Regions from separate parts of the Columba livia genome. Here region 1 is linked to region 2. Evidence: chromatin contacts called from public Hi-C data. All regions are on one chromosome and are shown on one strand. Each heading gives the region's core, a stretch centred on a gene start, on an enhancer-like site or on the middle of the called end of the contact. The rest is flanking DNA. Distances are from core to core; before and after follow the strand shown.

Region 1 (5,378 bases), core at 1,428-3,927, 120 kb before region 2:
AAAAACCCACACCACTGTTAGAGGAACTGCATCTGCTGAAATAGTAGGAGAACTTGGCCCTGTGTTTTAATGTTTCAGTTCCTTGTGTTCTGTACATGCTGCACTTGGATCTCACGTGATCATTTGATTTAATAGGGGCAGATACTTTCTTGGTGTTCACGGACCACCAAGGTCCATGAAGTCCTAGTTAGTGGTCGGTTCAAATATGATTCATCAGTCGAACCATGGTGGTGGTCTGCAAGAAACCTTGAGGTGGCTTCAGACCTCTGAACCTTTGTCCTGTAGCACTGGTGGCTGCAGCTTCAAGCTTGTGTTGGCTGTTGTTGCACTGTGGACAAAAATCCAAAACAAAATAAAACAACAAGAACCACCAAAAAAAGCTGTTTCTCTCTGTTGTGTAATCAAATCTACTGTCTTTACTGTTTCCTTGGCTTGGAATTGTAAACATGAGTGTTGATCTGGCAAAAATGCTTCTTGTTCATTCTTTACTGAGTGGGTATTTATGAGCTACTCAGAGTAAATGAGTTTTTGCTGTAGCTTAGTGTCGCTGTTGACTGCATTTCCCACCCATTCTGTTTGTGTCTTGTTTTACTGAAACTCTTTTCATCTTGTGTCTGTGATAAACAATGTAACATTCACAAATTATCAACTTAAGTGTAAAATGTCATCTTACTACATCTAATTTTTTTGACTGACGTTTAATTTTTTCCTAAAATTTGGCTTTCTTCATCCCATAAGAAAATGAAATAAAGGATGAATGTTTTAATCTCTGAGCAAAGGCTTTTTTGCCTTTTCTTCATGCTACTGCTAGAACTAAAACTGCCTTGAAATACATAGTTGATAGTATTTCTTGGTATGTGATTCATACCTTAATCAAACTGACAGACATCAATGGAGCACTTAAAATTTTTTATGCTTGGAATTAAGTTCTGCAAAATGCTTCTGGAATCTCCTGGTAATTTCCTTTTATCAATGTAAGTGATGCAGCATGAATCCATCATAATTACTGTGGAGCTGTACCAAATTAGATTATATGATTGAGGCCCATTTTTTCCAATGGATTTTTTTTAAGAAATGAGAGATGGTAACAAAGGAGCAGGCTGTGTACTATTCCTTATTTAGTAAGTTTGTTCTCCTCTATATAGAAGAGACTTATTTCTTCTGTTCAGTGTTCCCCGTTAGATTGCTTATGATCTGTTCACAGTGACTGTCAAGTACTATTCCAGTGTGGTAGAGTTATAGTTTTGTTCCTGTTTACTTCAGTGCAAGGCACAGACAAATCAGGCTTGTGCTGTTAGGCATCTGTATCTGGTAAAGCCATGTGTGACTAAATTTGGTGTAGTGGCTCACATTCTTGATTTGTTTACACTGATAGAAATTGAGGTCCATATTCACTCAACTAAGCAGAGTTATTTCAGATTTGTATTGGTGAACCGAGAACAAAATATCTGTCGTCTGCTTAAAGTGTTGGATAAACTCCTTAGTCTCATTTATCTGAGAAGTGCCAATCAAACAATAGAGGACAGGGCATGAATGTCAGGCTGCTTTGTAGGTAGTGGTTGTGCAAGACAGACCATATTATGTGATATCTCTGTATGTGTACCTATATTAAAGTTACTGCAGATAATCTAGATCATAGTGAAAATGACATTGTGGTACTTTCACATGAGTTCATTTTTTTTTCTATAGTGACCTTTTGCTAGCCATACAACTTAATTTTGGCCAGTAGATGAAAAGTGTTGTCTCCTGGCAAACTGGATAGGAATTTTGGCAATTGCAGTAGGACATATCTGTCACTTGGAGGAGAGGACAACTCGTCATCCATAACTAGATGTAGGGAAATAAAAATCAATTAAAAATATGGACTCCTGAGTTTTCCAACAAGTCTACCACCCTTGATTGCAGCCCTGTGAAATGGAACACCAGCCCAGGCTGCTGGAGGGGATGGTGTCCACCCTGACACGCATCTTTCCTTTGTGCATAGCCAGAGGAACCTGCAGACTTGAATATCCTATTCCAGAATTGTCACTAAGCACGAAACATTGCTTTTGGGGCCTGCTGCTGACAGGGGGAACCTTCTGGAAGCCTATGGTGCTGCACTGTATGCAGCATATGGGAAATACAGGCTATTACCAAGTGTTGGGTGGCCATCCCATTTCCCATTAGGGGGAAGTAGAGCTACTATACTTGACTACAGCTGACCTTGCATCTATATGCACAAATGGTTGATCCAAAAATATTTGTTATTCTTCCTCAAATTGATAAGATTAAACAGGTCTGAATAGCTTTGAGTGTTCAGATGCCTGTAACTGAATCTTTGGAAAGAGTACTTAGACCATTCAGACAAACAGTTTTCAGCAGATGGCAGCATTGCACTCTGTAACTTTATTTTTCCAGCAGTGGTTTTGCAACTCTTTAGGCTGGTAGAAGGCTGCCAGCTAAAGAGTAATCCAAAGCCCCTTCTAAAATGTTCTGAAATACAGGTCTTAGTAGATTATGATAATCGGGTATTGTTTCAGGCTCAAGGCTTTCATATGGAAAATACCACTGTGCATAAAAAAACATTATACTAAAAAGCAATGCAAGTATACCTCAGTCTTTTCTGTTAACTCTTTTAGTAACTTCTTTGAGACACAGGAAGGCTGTTTGATAAAAGTGTTCTCATTTGTAAAAATATTAGCAAATCATTTAAAGATGCAAGAGTTCAAACTGGAGCCGTGTGTGTAGAGCTGTAAGTGACTTACTGCATATTTTGTCTTTAAGACTACAAAGCTCCCCCATTCCTTCTTTAGAAAAAAAAATGCTGACTTTCCTAGTCCTTTTTGTACTATACCTTTTAAACAACATGCAGCCTGATCATCAGAGCCCATAACTAGGCAGATGGCCAAGTGGATGTACTCTTTTTAAATATTATCAGCTGTTTAACAGTGTTCAAAGGTTCAGATTTAATAGTTAATTTTTGTCTATGAGAACTTAAGAATATTGCATTGTATATAACACACATGCTTGATTGTACATTCAGTCTGGTCAATTTATAGCAATTATGGCAAAATTGGAGGGGTTCTCCCTCCTTGCCCCACCTCCCCCGTGGATTCATAAGAGTTCCAGTAAGACAGTGGAAGAAATGAAAGCTGTTCCTGCTACTAAAGGAAAGGGCTGAATTCAGAGACCTTTTCAGAAGAAAACTTTCTAGTTCCAGATAGACATCTGTCTGTGATGTATCACTAGAAACATAATCTTAAACTGCTGAAGAGGCTGCTTTTTTTGTAGTTGTTTTTATTCTCTTAGTGAGAATATAGGGCTATTCTTAGGTTTGGCACAAGATGCACTTTGAGAGCACTGCATTACAACCGGCTAGCACTGATGTATATGGCAACACAAAACACAAGGCAACAATAAATGGAATCTACGTCAACCATTACAGCCATTCAGGAAGAGGTTAATAGAACCCTACTTCTCTTGCAGATTATGCCCCACAACTGTTGAGTAGAATCAAGTATATATTAAATTAGTGGTCTCTTTAAGAAGGTTTATGCACCTACTTCAGAGTTTGGCATCAGAGTGAATGAAGAAACCTTTATTCTTTCCCTCTCCTTTTTTTTTTTTTCTTTTTCCCCCTCGTGCAGGACAAAATAATAGTGTAAGTAAAACCAAAGTTCAGGCTGAATCATTTAGATTGAACTCTGGTACAATTCTGCTTTTTGTCATCTAAATGAATCACAATGAAAATTTTGAATGATTCTGGTTTTTGTGGTCAAAGTACAAGATTGCAGGTGCCAGACTGTTTTGCCAAGATGGATGAACAGTTTTTCAGTTATATGCTGTCAGGATGTGACCAGCTCAGTATTCTGGAACCCATTAAGCATATGCAAACTTCACTTGAATGGGAGACTTTCAGGAACATCAGTAGCATGGGAATTGGTATATTATTTACATCCTCAGAACATGGTCTGGTGGTCAGAGCAGTCTAAAGCATGCTTTTTTTCCCTCCCAACCTACATAAAGGCATTAGTGAACAAAAGTTGCATGTTATGTAGTAGAAATCGGTGGCAAGGGACTGTTTGGCCTACCTGGACTTCTCTTGCAACTTGACCAGAGTAATAAGAATTGGAATTAACTTCCTGTCTTCTTCAACAGTTAAGTGGAGTTGCATAAGCCTGTTTAAAACAAAACAAATTGCTTGGTTAATGTTGCAGGAGGAAGTAGTTTGAAAAAATTAGCAAACTTTATATTTTATCCTTTAAATGTGCACTGAGAGACTGGAATTCACTGTCGTCTGTGCATGTACTGTGAAAGGGTATTATTATCTTTCACCTTGGTCACATTTTAAAGCTTTGGCATGAAGATTTCAGATACTTTGAGTAGTATCATCCTTTACTTTCTGCTCTCTACAGTTAAAGACATGTTATTGTTAGTATTCTCATGCAAGGGAGCAATGTATGCTTTGTAAAAAGCAGTCACTATTGTTTCTGTTGTAACATCCCCTTCCCCTAAAGTGGGGCAGGGGGAGGAGAGAGCTCTTAACTGCCCTTCCAAAGATCTTGCAGAAAGCCAAATAAATGCCAGGAGTCTGGGGTTTTTTTTGTTCTGGAATTAAATCAGACAATCCATCTCCCACGTCTCTTTGGGTATTAAGTTTGTGAGGTAAGTCACTCTTTCTAAACAGCCTTCAGAGATCATTTCTGAGTGTTGCACACGTTATTATTTTTTTTTTTTTTAAATGAGACATACTTTTCAAAAACTAAACAATAAAACAACAAACAACAACAACAACAACAACAACAAAAATCCCAAACCAAACAGCAACCAACCAACCAACCAGCCAACCAAAGAAAACCAAAAAACCCACCCCAATCGAAGTCAGGTCTCAGAGAGGCTTGTCCTTCCAGCACTGTGGATGGTCTAGACAAGTTGTGGTCTAAACAAGTGGTCTCTGTGGTGGGTGGGGAACAGGCTTACAGGCCTCACCCAGGGGTGGTGGTAAATGGATCTTTTTCAAACTGGCAACCAGTCACAGGTGGAATCCCCCAGGGATTGATATTGGGCCCAATGCTGTTTCGTATCTTCATAAGTGATCTGGATGATGGGATCAAGTGTACCCTGATGAAGTTTGCTGATGACACCAAACTGGGTGGGGAAGTGGACACTTCAGAAGGGAGAGCCACCCTGCAGGAAGACCTGGGTAGCTTGGAAGAGTGGGCTAACAAGAAGTTATGAAGTTCAAGAAGGATAAGTCCATGGTCTTGCACCTAGGAAAGCATAATCCAGAGTGCAACACAGACCTATCTGGCTGGGGAGCAGCTCTGTGGAAAGGGATCTGGGCGTCCTGGTGGACAACAAGCTCAATGTGAGCAAACAGTGGGCTGCTGCGGCAAAGA
Region 2 (5,382 bases), core at 1,981-4,480:
ATAAATATTTCTTACAAAATCTCTTTCCAGGCATAGACACTTTCCTTTTACCCTGTATAGAAAATGTTTATAGTAAACACTATGCAAGGCATCAGAATTTGGTATTCTGCTCTGGAGCTACTGGTGTGCATTTACACTTTTTCCTGGTTTTGTACTAGCAGTTTTCAGTTGATCCAGCTGCAAATAAGTGTAATTAGATATTTAGTGATTGGCAGGGGAGGGAAGAAGAGGCAAGGGTGCCTGGATATGATGTTATGCTGTATATTAGTAGCTTCAGAAGCAGGTCTGCCTTAATGGGTCTAGCCCTAGTTTCTTGTCTTTGAGTAGACCTTTCACTCTTTATTGTTTTAATGGATGATTAGGTGCAGTATTCAGATACCCACATTTTAAAACGTGAGTTGGAGTACGATATGAAGAGGTGACTTCATAATATAGATGCAGAAGAATTGCTCCGATTCTGGACAGAGATGATTTATGATTTATGATTTATGATTTATGATTTATGATTTATGATTTATGATTTATGATTTATGATTTATAATTTATAATTAGTGCTCTTTTTCCTTAAGTACAATGGAAATAAACAACAGTTTAAAAAAAAAAATCCAAAGATTTTTAAAAAATCCAGATAAGCTTCACATGTAGGCAAAAATGTGCACTCATTTTTAAAGTTTAACAAGAATTAAAAATTAAAAAGGACAAATCATGGCCTATTGAAAGAGAAATTTATTTTCATTTCCTGATAACTGCAAACCATACTTGCATGTGGTAAGAGTGGACAAATGTAGGCTAATGCCATTCCACCCGTTTCACAGTACGACCCTAGAAATGGCATCCAAATTAGACAAATAGTCATAGATTTTAGAACAGAAGGGGTCAGTATGTGTCATCTACTTGGATCTTTTGCCTAACAGAGGTGAAACAAGCTTGCTTAGTATCTGACACAAGGAGCCTAGACCTTCTGTTTAAGCTGTGACATATTTATCTACAAAATGCTAAACCTTAAAATTATGGTTGGTGAACTTTCTGTTGTGTGGCTTTAGATCGACTTTTTTAAATAGCCATGGTTTTTAAATGCCTACCTCACTGTTGGTTTTGGTTTGACCATTGGCTCTATCAGCTCTTTCTCTGCTGGCTGAAGAGCTGTGGACTATTAGAAATTCCTCTTTGTAGATACTAGTCTCATTGCTGCTCTTGTGGTTTGGCTTTGTGTGTGCTTTGCACTTTTGACAGTGCCAGAGTGCCCCCCACCTACGAAGCTGCTGCATTGCCCCAAGCACTCAGGAGGGACTCACCGGTCAGCGCCTGCACTCTTTGCTGACAAACGTCTTGAAGGAAAACCCTGAATACTGTTTAAAAGAAGTACCTTGAACTTTTACAAGATCTGCTTAAATCTGACCATAAATATCCCATTAATATTAGAACAGCACAAGAAATGGTGCAAATGTTAAAGACTATTTTTTTTTACATCAAACAATTTTCCCAGAGTATAATTATGCAATTATTAAGTAATAAAGTTTTAAGCTGGTACACACCTATAACTTCCTTATACTTTTTCTATTAAAACAAAATGCCCTTAAGCTTTTCACTTTGTTTTGTATCCACTTCATTTCCCAGAATAATTAAAGGTTAGTCATTCTTTATAATGTCACGCAGGTAGGAACATAGGCCTGACTGAATATCATCACAATCGTAAAGGTAGAGCCATATAGTACTTCCAGTCTATTTTTGTAAGACTAATAAATTTTCAACAAAGTTCTTGACTCTCTGCATTACGTAACACAAGAAATTAAAAATTCAGTGTCAGAACACTCACGGTCATGTTTGTAGTTGTATAAAGCAATGTAACTCCCCTGATTTCAGTACAAAAGTTAGGTTGAACCAGTTAAGCATCCGGGTTTATACATCTGAGATAACATTCTATTGTGTAGGCAGTACTATACCACCTAATGTTAAGAAAGGCTGAGACTGATTACCAGGGTCACTGTTCTTTATTTACCTGTTTTATGAGACCAAAATTTTAAAACCTTAGTGTTTATAGGCAATGCATGAGCATCCACTGATGCTTTATAAGCCTAATTGTATGAATCTCAGCACAGGGCTTTGGTTCACACAAGTCCCAAAGACAGCTTTCCAGTTTCATTTTATTTTTTTCCCTAGACGCGATAACGTTCTTTCAGGGTTCCATCTTACATCACACAACTATCTTGAAGCTTATCGTGTACTGATCTGTGTCATTTAGGAAATGTTGCTTTCATCTGAGAACTCATAATATTCAGTCAGTGTGTGCCATTCATAACTAAATAGCCTCTGCTCTTCATTGTTCTTTTAATTAATGATTGTTGATTGGTTTGACTTGCTGCACATTGTTGCCAGGCATGATCAAAGAAAATCGAAGATTAATCTGCTAAACTAGATGTCAGATTAGTAAATTCCTCTGTGCTATTACAAAGATTTTTCTCCCTCAGTAAAGGCCCGTCAGGGGCTGATGGCTTGGCTATACCTCTGAAAGGTCAGTACAAAGGTCAGGCCCTGAAAACATGCACACATTAATGCAATAAAGCATGATGACTCATTTATATCCAGTTTATAACTCCAAGGGGTCTTTCATGAATGTTAGTCAAGTAATGCTGGGAAAAAGAAAATTTACTTCAATTGCTTTTGAATACAGTTGAAGAAAGAATTTATATCCTATCGTGTTGTGAATACATTTGGGTTTTTCCAGGGTCAGTAGTGAAATCAATCAGTCTAAGCTAGAGAACAGCGTGTTTTAGGTGTCTTTTCCTCAGCTAGCATGTCTCCATTATTTCTATGTAACCCCTTTAGCCAGGACTTGGTTGACAATAAGGACGACCAGGCTTCAATTTAAAAAAGTAACTAATAAATGGTAAGCTGAAGTCCCAACCATAAACCATAAATTTGACTAAACTCCCTGGTATTCAATAATCTAATTTTCTCCATTTATAAAATGTCTTTTATGAAAGGGACTCCTCCCAAAAACCACAAACCAAAAAAACCCCCCAAACCCTAAACAAACAAAAACCCAAAAAACCAAACCAAAACACACACCAGCAAAAGGCATAAACACCGTAACATGTGTATAACTATTTTCTAACCCCATCCTTTGGCACAGCTTTCCTGTAGACTCCTAGTTACTCCCTGTCTTCTACAAGAACAACTTGCAGTCTGGGACAGTCAGACCCTGCTGGATAACAAGGCTGGATTTCATCTGCTGCTGATCCTGGGGCACAAGCTGCTTTCATCTGCCTCGGCATGCTACAAATCCTCCCTTTCTCTGCTTGCCACTTCATTAGCCACTGCAGTTTTGGTGTTCAGCTCTTAGCCAGAAAGCAGGGAGTTTGAGCTTTAACACAGCCCTTCTGCTTAATAGCTAAAAGATGTTTAAATGAATCTCCTGTTTTCATCCGTTCTTTCATTGATAACATCTGCATCCCAGTGCTGGAAGCGATTGGTGGAGATGAAGGACTGAAATCATTCCCCCCAGTGACATAGATGTAGTAGGTCCACTGGGCTTCTTTCTTTCACTTTATGAAATGCTTCCTTATCTCCAGAAATACCTTTTTAGCAGGAGAAAATCAATAGACACGTTTCAGGCCTGCCCACTGGGCCCTTTCATTTGTCTCATTTTGACCATGTGTCTACAGAATGAGTCTCCATTTTGGCCTCTTCCCTGGTGCAGAACAGCTTTTGTGACGCTGGCAGCACTGAAGTATATGGATGCTTTTGCTGCTAGACCTCTGTCACAAAGGTTATACCTTACCTAGTTTTGCTTAAGTTTAGGGTTGCTTTCTGCCCCTCCCCCCCTTTTTATTTTTAAACCTGAGTGCTTCTGTTCCATACCATTACTGTCTGCAGTAGTCAAGATAAGCAGTGATATTGGATATTTTTATTTAAGAGACCTCAGGCTAATAATCACAAGTGGATAACAGTGTTTTAAGAAACTTTTCAGAGGTTATTTGTGACCACTGTATCTTCTGAGTTGGTTTATGTTTAGTTAGGGAAAGTTTTTGCTGATTCTGCATAAAACTGAATATTTGAAATACCACAATATAATTTCATAGTTGCCTTTGATATTAGTTCATCACACATGGTCATCAGATTAAATACCATTATTTCTGCTATATACCTTTATTTCTATCAAATGCTCATAAAAACTTTTCAGTTTGAAGGTCAAGGAAGAAAAACTGTTAGCTCAGGATTTATCAAGTTGCACACCTCAGTTGCCTGTTAAACTTCTAAACCAGCATTAATTTTTCCTCCTGCTCCTTGAGGAACTTCTGGATACGTGAATTTTTGCAGTGTAATTAGCTTTCTATGGTGAACGAAACTTTTCCAAAACATCAGGGTAGTCAACAGATTAATTAAATGGCAAAAAATGCATAAAACAAAGACATCTTTTTTTGTAAGGGAATGTATGGCTCAGGCTAATATTGAAGGAACAGCATAGTTAGAAAAGTGGAAAACAAATACCTCTTCTTTCAGCTTTTCAATTTATGGCAGATTTATTTAATTAGAAATGTTGCTTCTCCAGAGAGTTTTTGATTCTCTGCCTTTAGAGCACTGTTGTTTGGTTTATGTCAGTCCATAATGCACAACACAAGTAGAAGATTTAACTCAGTTTAAAACTGGGAAAAGAACAGTGTCATCTCTTGACTTACATTTTTTTACAAGCCACAGTATTTCCGCAGGCCATAGTACTTAAATGCTCCAAGGATAGTATATGGTTTCCTGTAAATCTGCAAACTGAACTGAGGTCATTTTTCACCTGAACTTTTCCAGGCATGTCAGCATATTGCTGGAGTTTCCTTAAGACAAAAGAAAAAGCAGAGCAGCTGAAAATAATTAATATTGAACTTGACACATCAAAAATGTAATTTGTCACTTATGATTAAAGCCTTTATCTTTAGTTCTATTTTTATACTCATCATGGGTCTCCCTTAGCTATCATTAGGCTCCACATGGTTGGAGTTAGTCTGACCTTTGATCCATCATCATAGACAAAGAGATCTGTTGCTGCTAAATTGGAGCCCAAGCTAGTCAGCAACAGTATAGATCAACAAATGTAAGCTTGGTTAATAACAGTAATGATCAGCTTAACTCCTCTGTTTGTTTTTTAGGTGTCTGCGGCTAACATAGATGCTGATCTGCAAAAGAAAGTTTAGATTAACAACAAATTCAGCATTAGGAATTCACATTGTGATAATTCGTCCTGATGTGAAAAGATGATGCAAGTGATATATAAATATATATAATATTTTCAGTATGCTTATATGCTATTCAGTTGAGAAAATATAGTGACAGTTTTACAAACTTTCTATTGTTTTTCCCTTTCTCTGAAGCCTTCCAGAAGTTTGCTGACTG

The links. Hi-C and Micro-C count contacts between places; a contact is called where the count stands out from the background.
Region 1: a contact with region 2 is called in a Hi-C map of crop, with 2.8 times the contacts expected there. The contact joins two enhancer-like sites. A contact is called at or near these places in 2 of 2 Hi-C or Micro-C datasets (crop and liver).

The regions. Positions count from the first base shown.
Region 1 is chr3:94,587,235-94,592,612 of bColLiv1.pat.W.v2, reverse strand. No RefSeq gene overlaps it. Among named protein-coding and RNA genes, the nearest start is that of TRNAI-UAU, 14 kb to the left of the region's middle. Within about 2 kb of position 2,677, at least 2 of the 3 cell types and tissues checked have an H3K27ac peak away from gene starts, as active enhancers do.
Region 2 is chr3:94,464,484-94,469,865 of bColLiv1.pat.W.v2, reverse strand. No RefSeq gene overlaps it. Among named protein-coding and RNA genes, the nearest start is that of TRNAI-UAU, 140 kb to the left of the region's middle. Within about 2 kb of position 3,230, at least 2 of the 3 cell types and tissues checked have an H3K27ac peak away from gene starts, as active enhancers do.